Regions from separate parts of the Mus musculus genome. Here region 1 is linked to region 2. A link is a contact called in public Hi-C data. All regions are on one chromosome and are shown on one strand. The core of a region is the stretch at or near the end of the contact, and the rest is flanking DNA. Distances in the headings are between cores, read along the strand shown. Region 1 has its middle 14 kb from the start of Gm33041. Region 2 has its middle 85 kb from the start of Gm40948.

The links. Hi-C and Micro-C count contacts between places; a contact is called where the count stands out from the background.
Region 1: a Hi-C map of uterus shows a contact between it and region 2, with 5 times the contacts expected there. The contact joins two enhancer-like sites. A contact is called at or near these places in 1 of 15 datasets of contacts at CTCF or cohesin (large pre-B cells), 7 of 484 Hi-C or Micro-C datasets (bone marrow-derived DN3 thymocytes, bone marrow-derived macrophages, cerebellar granule neurons and 4 more) and 3 of 115 datasets of contacts at active chromatin or transcription factors (the NIH/3T3 cell line, double positive thymocytes and embryonic stem cells).

What each region holds. Positions count from the first base shown.
Region 1 is chr13:52,206,513-52,211,593 of GRCm38.p6, reverse strand. No RefSeq gene overlaps it. Among named protein-coding and RNA genes, the nearest start is that of Gm33041, 14 kb to the left of the region's middle. Within about 2 kb of position 3,618, at least 11 of the 459 cell types and tissues checked have an H3K27ac peak or open chromatin away from gene starts, as enhancers often do. A contact at or near this core is called in uterus, where this site is marked.
Region 2 is chr13:51,996,493-52,001,716 of GRCm38.p6, reverse strand. No RefSeq gene overlaps it. Among named protein-coding and RNA genes, the nearest start is that of Gm40948, 85 kb to the left of the region's middle. Within about 2 kb of position 1,621, at least 40 of the 459 cell types and tissues checked have an H3K27ac peak or open chromatin away from gene starts, as enhancers often do. A contact at or near this core is called in uterus, where this site is marked.

The sequences.
Region 1 (5,081 bases), core at 2,369-4,868, 210 kb before region 2:
CCCTGGCTAAGGCAGGAAGGACTATTTTCTGTCCCTCACTCCTCATATACTGAAGCTCCTGTTCCCAGTTTGGAAACATTTGTAATAGATAAAGAAGTAATTATGTTTCAATGAAGCCCATAGTGCATTCTGATAGGACTAGTATCCTTATAGAAAGAGGGCATGTGACACCCAGGACCATGAGGGGAAAAATGCCTGTGATGTGTCCACATGTCTGGTGCTTGGTGAGAGCAGCCCTAATTAGCAACTTTACATCTCCTATGCTAGTCGCATCGAATCTGCCTGGTTTCCAAGCAGATCTGGGCTACAGTAGCCTCCCATGGATTTGAGCTATCTCGGAGATCTTGTGAGTGCTCCAGGCTGCTCTTGGGGAAACACTTGTTCAGCAGACATTCCCTCTGCAAAGGTGCCCTGTGGGAGCCTGGAATGTAACATGTGAATTCCCAGCAGATCACAGCTGGGCACGGGCTCTGCTGAGTCCAGCCTTCCAGTCATCCCAGTCTTGGGGACAGACATGGGAGCTAGACAGTTTCCAGGTAGTTCTGGTGGTAGAGACTCCCCAACTCTAGAGTATGTCATGTCCTACCAGCTGAAGCTCTGGCTGTGTGGCTGAATTATTGAGGACAGGATCTAGCAGCACAGCAGGGAGGGTGGATATGGGGTGGGGCTGGGGGTGGTCTACGACACTGGTGACAAGAAAGGCCTATCTTTAAAATGTTGTTTGTAGGGTCATGTGTGACTAACATAAATTCTACCCTCCTGGCTTGCCAAGAGGAACACAGGAGAACCGACTTCCTATGGGAAGCTAGTGACAATTTTTGGTCCAAATCATCTAGAACGTTTTTTCTTAGACTATGTCCTTCCACTCAGTGTTATTCTCAAGGATAACATTCCAAGTCGCTGACTTTGACCACAGCATCTCCAACTCCCTAACTCTGCCTGTGCTTGAGTGGAGTTTAATCATCAAGGTCACTGTGAAGGCTGAAAACAACAAGTCGTTCAACAACCCCCTAGGCTAGCCCTTAATTTCTCCAGATGGGAGGCAGGATGGGAGGCTGAGGGCTGAATCAGGTAGAGACAGGAAAACCAAGAGTTGGTTTGATTTCTTGTAGGAAAAAGGCACTCAATGCTGAGGAAATGCTGTCCCAAGCCCATATGCCATGGCCAGGATGTTGATTGCCCTCAGAAGAAGGCAGCACTGCTTGCTTGCCTGGGACAGCAGAAGCATAGCCCAGAACACCCCTTCATGCTGGAACGTGTAGAAATTCAAGCTTCCACACAGTTTTTTTTTTCCTAGAGTGGAGAGGAAGGTTGAGTTGAGAGGGGCAAAAAAGGGTTTACAAAAAGCAGGAGGAGTCCTGGAGAGGGGTGGACATCTTCATCTTGACTGTCATTATGGTTTCACGGGGACCCAAGTTAAAAACTTTCCAAGCTGTTCCCTTTAATTGTACAGTTTACTGCTTCCCGGATACACCTCCATTTGGCTGTTAATAAAATCAGCATTACGGGCAAGACCAGGCCATGGCTGTTCTGCTTGTGTCTGAAAAATAAAGCATCGGCCAAACATCTCCCCTCCCCGCTCCTTCTCTTCTTCACCCTCCTCTGACGTCATTTCCCAAATGGAAGGTCTGCCAGGATGTCAGTTGACTTCCCAAGCTCTGATGCGTCCCCTCTGCATGTGCACAACACTTAGATTGTCCTTTGGGGAGTTTAGAGTATTTTCATAAATGTTTTCACATTGGGAAAAAAAAATGGCTGGATTTGTTATCACAGGAAGATTTTTCAAATACGTTGATGCTTTTGCTTTCTCTTCTTCAACAGAGCAGGAGAAAGAGAATTCCAGAGTCACATGGAGCCCAGGTCTCTTTGCCTTTGTCGTTTGTCGTCAGAAAATTAAGGAGAGGAGTGGTTTATGATTGACTTATGATTCCAGAGGTTTAAAATCCATGCTGGTGAGGGCTGGAGAGATGGCTCAGTGGTTAAGAGCACTGACTGCTCTTCCAGAGGTCCTGAGTTCAATTCCCAGCAATCACATGGTGGCTCACAACCATCTGTAATGGGGATCCGACGCCCTCCTCTGGTGTGTATCTGAAGACAGCAACAGTATACTCTCATACATAAAATAAATTAATTAATTAATTAAAAAAAAGGGAATCCATCCTGGTGAGGAAGCCCCAGGAAGCAGGGAGGCAGAGCAGGAAGCTGGCTGATCGCACTGTCATCCCAATGCTGGAAGCGGAGGAAGAGAACAGGAAGTGGGATTAAAAACCCTCCCCCAGGTCACATACTTCCTCCAGCAAGCCTGTACTGCCTGAAGGCTCTGTAACTTTTCAGAACAGTATCACCAACTGGCAGCCAAGTTTTCAAATACAGCAGCCTCTGGTAGACATTGCAAACTCAAACGACCATTTTGTTATTCCATGATTTTTACAAAGGATGTCTCCTTTGGGCTTCCATACCAAGTCATAAGATGCTGGTGGTGCTGAGTTCTATTATTTAATTATTTAAACAGTGAATGGATGTGTGAGTGAGTGAGTGTGAGTGTTTGTGTGTGTGTGTGTGTGTGTGTGTGAGTGAGTGTGAGTGTGTGTGTGTGTGAGTGAGTGTGAGTGTGAGTGTGTGAGTGTGAGTGTGTGTGTGTGTGAGTGAGTGTGAGTGTGAGTGTGTGTGTGTGTGTGTGTGTGTGAGTGAGGGTCTACTTCGTGCCAGGTCATTCAGAAAACTTGGAAATCCATAACCACTGTCCATTTCATCACTAGGACAATAGTCTGGTGAGAAAGACACAGGAGTTATAAGTGTGACATATGAGAAGGAAGGATGGGAAAGAAGAAGCCAGGGCTATGATCCCCAAAAAGGACAGTGACCCCCGCCCCGAAAAGGGAACATCGAAGGGTAGAGCTTAGAACTTTGCATTCCAAAGACCAGTCTTCCAAGCAGAGACAGAATATTTAGCAAGCACGCCAACACATCTGCTAGACCTATGGAAGACCTATGGTTTTCAGAGCCACAGCTTGAAACAGAAAACATGGTGGAGACAGAACTAAGGCTCCAACACTGAGCCACACCCACCACCAGGCCGTCAAAGACCCAACAACAACAACAAAAAACAAAAACCTCTTGGAATGCTACAGTGGTTCTATGAAGCCAAGGTGAGGAGGAACCCACTCCTAACACAGCCTAGGCCTAGGTCAAGTTCTTGGCCAACCCCACATCACTTCCCACATACTGCGAGCTCACGAGACTTAGCCGCAGTCCTGGACACAGGGAGCTATGGTCCTTGCCGTTAGCTCACATGGGTTGATCTCCTCTGAAATTCTTTAGACGAGGCTCGAGGCTCGTGAGGCTCACAGGCCTGGTGACCTGTGAGAGGTAACACCTTACCCAGCCAGCATAGGCACAGCAACCAGAGGAAGTGGGGCACGAGCTAGCATGGCCCAGGAAAGCAATGGAGCTTCGTTCTCCCTAACAGTATGAGCTTTAAAGGCAAAGTGCATGTTAGGGTTTCTGTATTAGCCCTGAGCTGCTGGGGACAGAATGGGGAAGAAAGACATGATGCTCGTCTGGAGGGCAGGAGTCCCACTTGGCTGGAAACAGAGGTCATTGTGTTTCAAGGGGCGAACACGTATACTCTGCCTATGCTGTTTTAAGTTGTTTGTGAAGCTGGCCGGGACAGTGGAGGTCAGAGTCAGCTTGTACCGGGTCACAACCGCCAACTGTTAAGTTGCCAGGACTTTTACAAGCTGGTTGTTAAATCTGACAACTACTCTAGACGAAGTGGGGGCGCGCGGGGGGCGGGGGGGGCTTGCAACACTATAAATCAGATTTTTAAAATGAAGGTGATAAATCCAACACACTGACGAAGAGCTGGCAGCTTCATAATCAGTGCCCTCGAGGTTACTGAAGCTGACAGCATCCTTAGGGTGGAGTCAGGATTCCTCCACCACAACCAAATGTGCTGAAGCACTCTGCAGTAACTGGGGTGAATCCCTTCCCGACCTTGCTGGGCAATGTCAGGATAGCATAACTTGAAAAGATGACATAACAGGGATCTGCATCTGGCTCCAGAGAAGGGTGTTTTCATTTGGAAAACAAGTCAGAAAACACTTCCCAGGGTGTGGAGAGCCGTGAGCAATCGCCATTACAAGATGGCGCTGGCTTCTGTAGTGCCTAACTGGTAAACAAGTAATGTGCACAGGTGCAAGAGTAAATTCGTGCCAAGTCACTGCCCATCTCAGGGTATAGGAGTAGGGTAATGAGTGAGCAGCTAATCAAGAGCTGACACGTCACACGGAGGGGTATTTAAGCAGCTCCATTTTCCGGGTTCGGGTCTTCCTTATGATGAAGCAATAAAGCTTTGCCGTAGAAGGATCCGGTTGTCCGAGTGAATTCTTGCCGGCAAAATACTAGCTCAGGACACCAGGGTACTAGTGGCCCAGAGCCTGCTGCTCAGACACTCAGACACTCAGGCAGTCAGTTAATAGCTGTTGTGACCCAGGTAAGTCACTCAACCATCGGCTAGGTTTCCTACATGGCTTTTTAGAACATGAAGTTAAATCAAAATCAAAAGCAAGTGCTCGCTTTGGCCGCACATGTACCAAGATCAAAACCAAAAGCACATTGGCCTTCACCTAGTTCATAGTGCCTACCACAGTCACACCCCCTTCACCCTCCAAGTCCCCATTCAGTTTTAGCCTGTCACCTGTGACAAACCATGGGCTAAAAAGTACACGTGGAGATTTCCAGAAATAACCAACTCGTAAGTTCTTTTTTAAAAAATTTATTTATTTATATATGTGAGTACACTGTTGCTGTCTTCAGACACACCAGAAGAGGGCATCTGATCCCATTACAGATGGTTGTGAGCCACCATGTGGTTGTTGGGAATTGAACCCAGGACCTCTGGAAGAGCAGTCAGTGCTTTTAACCACTGAGCCATCTCGCCAGCCCCCAATTCATAAGTCTTTAATCCTGAGTGTTCTGAGCAGTGGGCCAAAACCTCACCTCACCTCCGGTGCCGTAGCATGAATCATCCCTTTGACCTACACAGTCATGGTAGATGCACAATATGCACCACTTGGCCA
Region 2 (5,224 bases), core at 372-2,871:
TCCTGGCTATGAAAAAATATTTGAGAAATTCAACAGAGTAGGGAAAGTTTGTTTTGACATCTGGTTTCACAGTCTTCGGTTCACAGTAGGCTGGCCCTGCTGTGCCAGGACCCGTGGCAGAGTGGCTCATCACACCCAGAAATTCACAGAGGCCACTTACCTTATGGCATTCGATAATCAAAGGGAAGATCAAGAAGACATCGGAGTCACAGCCCCAGTGACCTAATGTCCCTCTACCAGGCCCTGCCTCCTGAACCCTCCTCCAACCTTCCAAAGGTCCCATCAGTGAAGGGACAAGCCCTTTATGTTTGGTCCTCCGTGGGACGTTCATGATGCAGTCGTTACAGAGTCAGTGCTATGCCTCAGGGGTAAGACTAGAAGCTGAGCCCTCCCTTCACTAGAGCAACGTCTGAAACGTCTCTGTGCCAAGGCTCTCCCATGCATCGTATCACCTCCTATCTGCTCGTATCAGGTTCCCCATAGGATCTCACAACAACCAGGAGAGCCTGCATCTAAAGGTGTGATACATGGGGTACTCCCGGTCATCCATCATTCTAGATAGCTGAGACTAAACAGTGTCTCCAGGGTCTATAAAGCGCTTGCCACGAAAACACAAGGACCTACGTTCAATCCCCAGAACCTGTGCTAAAAAGCCAAGTGTGGCTCTGTCCACGTGTAACCCCAGTGCTGCAGAGGTGGTGAGTGGGGCCTCTCCAGAGTTCGTGGGGCCACCCAGCCTAGCCCAATCAGCAAGTTCCAGGCCTGTGAGAAACCCTGTCTCAAAAACCAAGGTGGACAGTGTCCTGAGGAATTATGCCTGAGATTGACCTCTGACCTACACACACACACACATATACACACACGCATGCACATGCACGTGCATGCACACACTCACCCATACAGAGACTATACCTCTATATCCGCAACCTAAAAGAGTCAGAGTGTTTGTGCAAAGGCTGAGAGTCCCTCACACACCTGCCATGGTCATGTTTCTTGGATATGTGTTCCACGTTTTGACATTTCACAGTCCCTGGAATCAGCAATGCTCTGAGTCACACACAGCTTAATAGAGTCCCCAGTAGACACGGTACTCATTAATTGGTGCTTTGAGGACATCCACGGATTTGTCATTAATGTCAAATTTGTCATTACTACCTTTCCCCAGTAGAACGGTCAGTGGTGGTGCTAGCAGATTTGTGTTACACTCCACGTGGTAGAAGTCAGCCATGTGCACTGGAGAGCCAGGTTGGCCCGCATGCCGCTTAAAACTAACACTGTTCACTTTAAAACACTTGGAGGTCTTAAGTTCAACTGAAACTGAGTTCATAAAACCGTGAGATGTGTTTTTTCAAACAGATGACTGAAGTCCAATTCATTGTTTTTCATCAAGCATTTCTTCCTACTAAACAAAAGCATGCCTCATTTATTTCTCCTAAATGGAGAACAAATTATAAGTCTTGACCCTTGGGAAAGTAGGAGGAAGCCCACCAGTGCATCAACATATGGGTCCTTCCTTCCTGTGGGTCACCTGACCCTGGGAGGCCCCTGGCTCTCTCCCTCTTTCTCCAGAGGTCCTTCAGTTCAGCCTTTATTGACAGCCACATAGAGGGAAAGCCCTAGAAGGTCACATTGACCTTCCCTGCTAATCCTTGAGGGTTGTCCTGTTCTGCTTGGCTCCAGACAAGGGAAGCAGAAAGCTGACAGCCAGGGAGGGTCTGTTTGGAACCAGTCCTGAATGTCCCTATGACTTTTCAAGGACCATGCCGGTGGCAGCAGTGTGTTCCTGGTATGTTCAGGGTGGTGGAAATATGTTTTGTGCTCCTTCGCCAGAGCTATTCCTTACATCACCAAACGAACACTCCTGTTATCTTAGTGTCTTCCCAGGTTTCACACAGAGTGAGCTTGTTCTGGTCAGAGTTCCTTTATGGGGGTGTTTCTGGCTGTGACTGGGGCTCAAGCTGCCAGAGAGTGAAGTGTGGGGGTGTGCCACACATGTAGTATTCACACACACAAACACATGCACACATACACCCATATACACTCACACACATTCAAGCGTGTGTACACATGCATGAGAACTGAAGGATAAAATTAACGAGGTTCCCCTCCCTAGGATACCCAGGAATCATAGTAAGGTCGAGATTTCCGAGGTGACTCTGGATTGCAGGCCACTCCAGTATTCTCTTAGAAGCTCTTACTGTAAACTTGTAAACTCACAGTGACCCAGAGGTGCTCGGTCAGTAAAGTCTGTGGACAGCTCATGCCTTCATTCCAGGCGCTTGACAGGAACCCTGACCTCACTCAAAGCCCTGACAAGCTACTAGAGACAGAATGGACCACAGACATTCCAATTGCAAGCTAAACAGACTAGGAACCACTGGGTCTTAACTCAGATGCTAATTGCCAGAAGCAGAGTAGATTCAGGCAGGTTGTCCAGAGCCTTCCCCTTGGTGTTTGAGGTGATCTCTGGATCCCCTTAGTTGGCATTCACGGAAACTCCCCCAGGAAAGAGAGTCTTCCCTGTGACCACTAGTAGGTAAAGCTGTATTCACCCTGTCCTTGGAGAATTAGGGGCAGCCCTGGATACTTGGCATCCCAGAGTGCAGACCCAGCATGCCCCACTCCGACTGGCTCAGAATCCTGAGAGTGAGACACCTAAACCTGCGCATAAGAAGGCCAAGTGCCAAAGTTCCACCTAGGAGGGCTTCCAAGCCTTCCTGGGTCAAGATATCTTCTCAGTAACATCTATGCTAAGGCCACCAGGTCAGGAGACTCTGGGTATGGGGGAGAGTCAGGGGGCAAGCACCAACATGGGTCATGAACTTGCCAGGCTCACACCCTGCACTGGACCACTGTCTGTTCTCCTGTCGCATACATGTGTCCCTCACTCATCTGTGTGCTCTGTGTGTGGTGTGCTTGTGCGCATGTGTGCCAGAGATCAAACTCCAGTCATCCCTCGATCACGCTACACCTTATCTTTCAAGACAGGGTGTCTCACTGAACCTGCAGCTCACCAAATGGGCTAGGCTGGAGCCCCAAGATCCTTCTGGCTCAGCCTTCTTGGCATAGGGGTTACACGCATGCCAACATGCCCTGCTTTTTGTGCAGGTTCTGGAGAGCAAACCCGGGCCCTCCTGCTTATAAAGCAAGTACTTGACCCGCTAAGCTAGCACCATACCCTACAGCCTTCACTTTCAGGCAGTCCAACGAGTGAGCAGAGCTCAGGCAGGACTCTGGGCTTCCCTTTAGCTCCCTAGTGGCCACGCAAGCCACTTGGAAGGGAGAGGCCGGTGTCAGGTCAGGTCTGGAGCATCTGTCCATCATCCCCTTGGGATCTACAGAGCTACCTGGGGTGCTCCCAGTCAATCAGGAGTCAGTGAGTGATGGCCTGCATCCTGCAGTCACTACCAGCCACCTTCACTCTTCCTAGAGCTTCAGGACTCTCAGCAGGCTCATGGAAGCCCCTTGGGCATTGTGCCACTCAGCTAGACCTGCCTGCTTCTGCTTCTGCTTCTGTACTGGGGGCTTCTGGGAATATTTGTTCACAGTGATGCTTGGGAGTGACTTCTTCCTTCTGTTGCTCTTCTGCATGTGCCACACCATACATACCCTCAGTGCTATGCAAACACACATACACACACTGCACACACCACATCCAGTAGACATAACAGACCACAATACAACCCACCAGACCACACACACCACACAAACCATACTATGTATAACACCACATACACGCCACATACCACACACTACATACAAACACACAGAAACATACCACATGCAACATCCACTCCCCTAGATACACACCACACCACAACGCAGCATTCCACACACATACTTCACATACCACACCACACACACATAACATACACTATGTACATGTCACACACACAACACACACATTTACCACACCAAAACCACTCACAACACACACACACCCAAAGAGAGACCACACCATAAACATACATACAGAGAGAGAGACATGTTATATGATTCTATTAATACAACTTACGCATAGCAGCCAAGCTCAAACAAAAAGTGGGGTGGAGGAGTCCAGGCTGGGGAGATGGATTAGCTCAAGGGGTTCAGAGCTTTGGTCTTAGAAGATGAAATGGTCCTGCAGCCCCACAAGGAGGGTTGGAGAGCCACCTGAGAGGCAAGCACTGGGCATGTCTATGAAAGATTATCAGGTTAATTTAGATTGGGAAGACCTACCTACAATGGGTGGCACCATTCCCTAGGCTGAATAAAAATTAAGAGAAGTCGGGCATGGTGGCACATGCCTTTAATCCCAGCACTCGGGAGGCAGAGGCAGGTGGATTTCTGAGTTCGAGGCCAGCCTGGTCTACAGAGTGAGTTCCAGGACAGCCAGGGCTATACAGAGAAACCCTGTCTTGAAAAAAACAACACAAACAAACAAACAAAAAAAAAACCAAAAAACAAAAATTAAGAGAAATTGATCTGATCACTACTATGAATTCACACATCAGATTCCTGACTGCAGATGCAATGTGACTTCAATCCTGCCACTGGGACTCTCCCACCATGATGGCCTGGAACCTTGAACTTAAGTTTCTTTTGTTGGGATATTTATCATAGCAACAGGAAAGCATCTAAGACACAGGACATGTATTTGTACTAGGACCTATGAGTATAAAAACCCATGCTCAGTTTCCTCATATAAAAAGTTCTAGGATCTACTTAGAACCTTCCACCCCCACCCCACCCCACCCCTGCCACACACACACATATATACATTGAAGACGTTAAACAGCCACTGCATCATGTGTAATACCCACAACAGTGTGACTGCTGCAGAAACAGCTGTCAATTTTGTTGTTAGGGCACAGGGACAGGAGCAATGGTTTCCTGATAGTTTTGACCCATGGCCGGTTGGATCCAGGGAAGCAGATTTGCAGGGACATGATGAAATATTCATGGACAGAGGCAGACTCGATGTCATGCTGTCTCTGGATTAGAACGCAGCAGCTCTGCACTAGTGCTCTGTCTCCTCTGCTCACACCTGCTTTCTGAGCAACCAGCACTTCAGGCTCCATCCCAAGAAGACAGAGCCCCAAATGCTGTGAGCCACGCCAAGCCAAAGGCCACCTGGGATTCCTGCCACCTGAGAAAGGCAGGCCAGCATGTTAACAGCTTGACCAGATGCACTGACAAGCAGTGCCATCTTTAAGAGACGCAACTTAGAGAGAAGCCGTGGGAT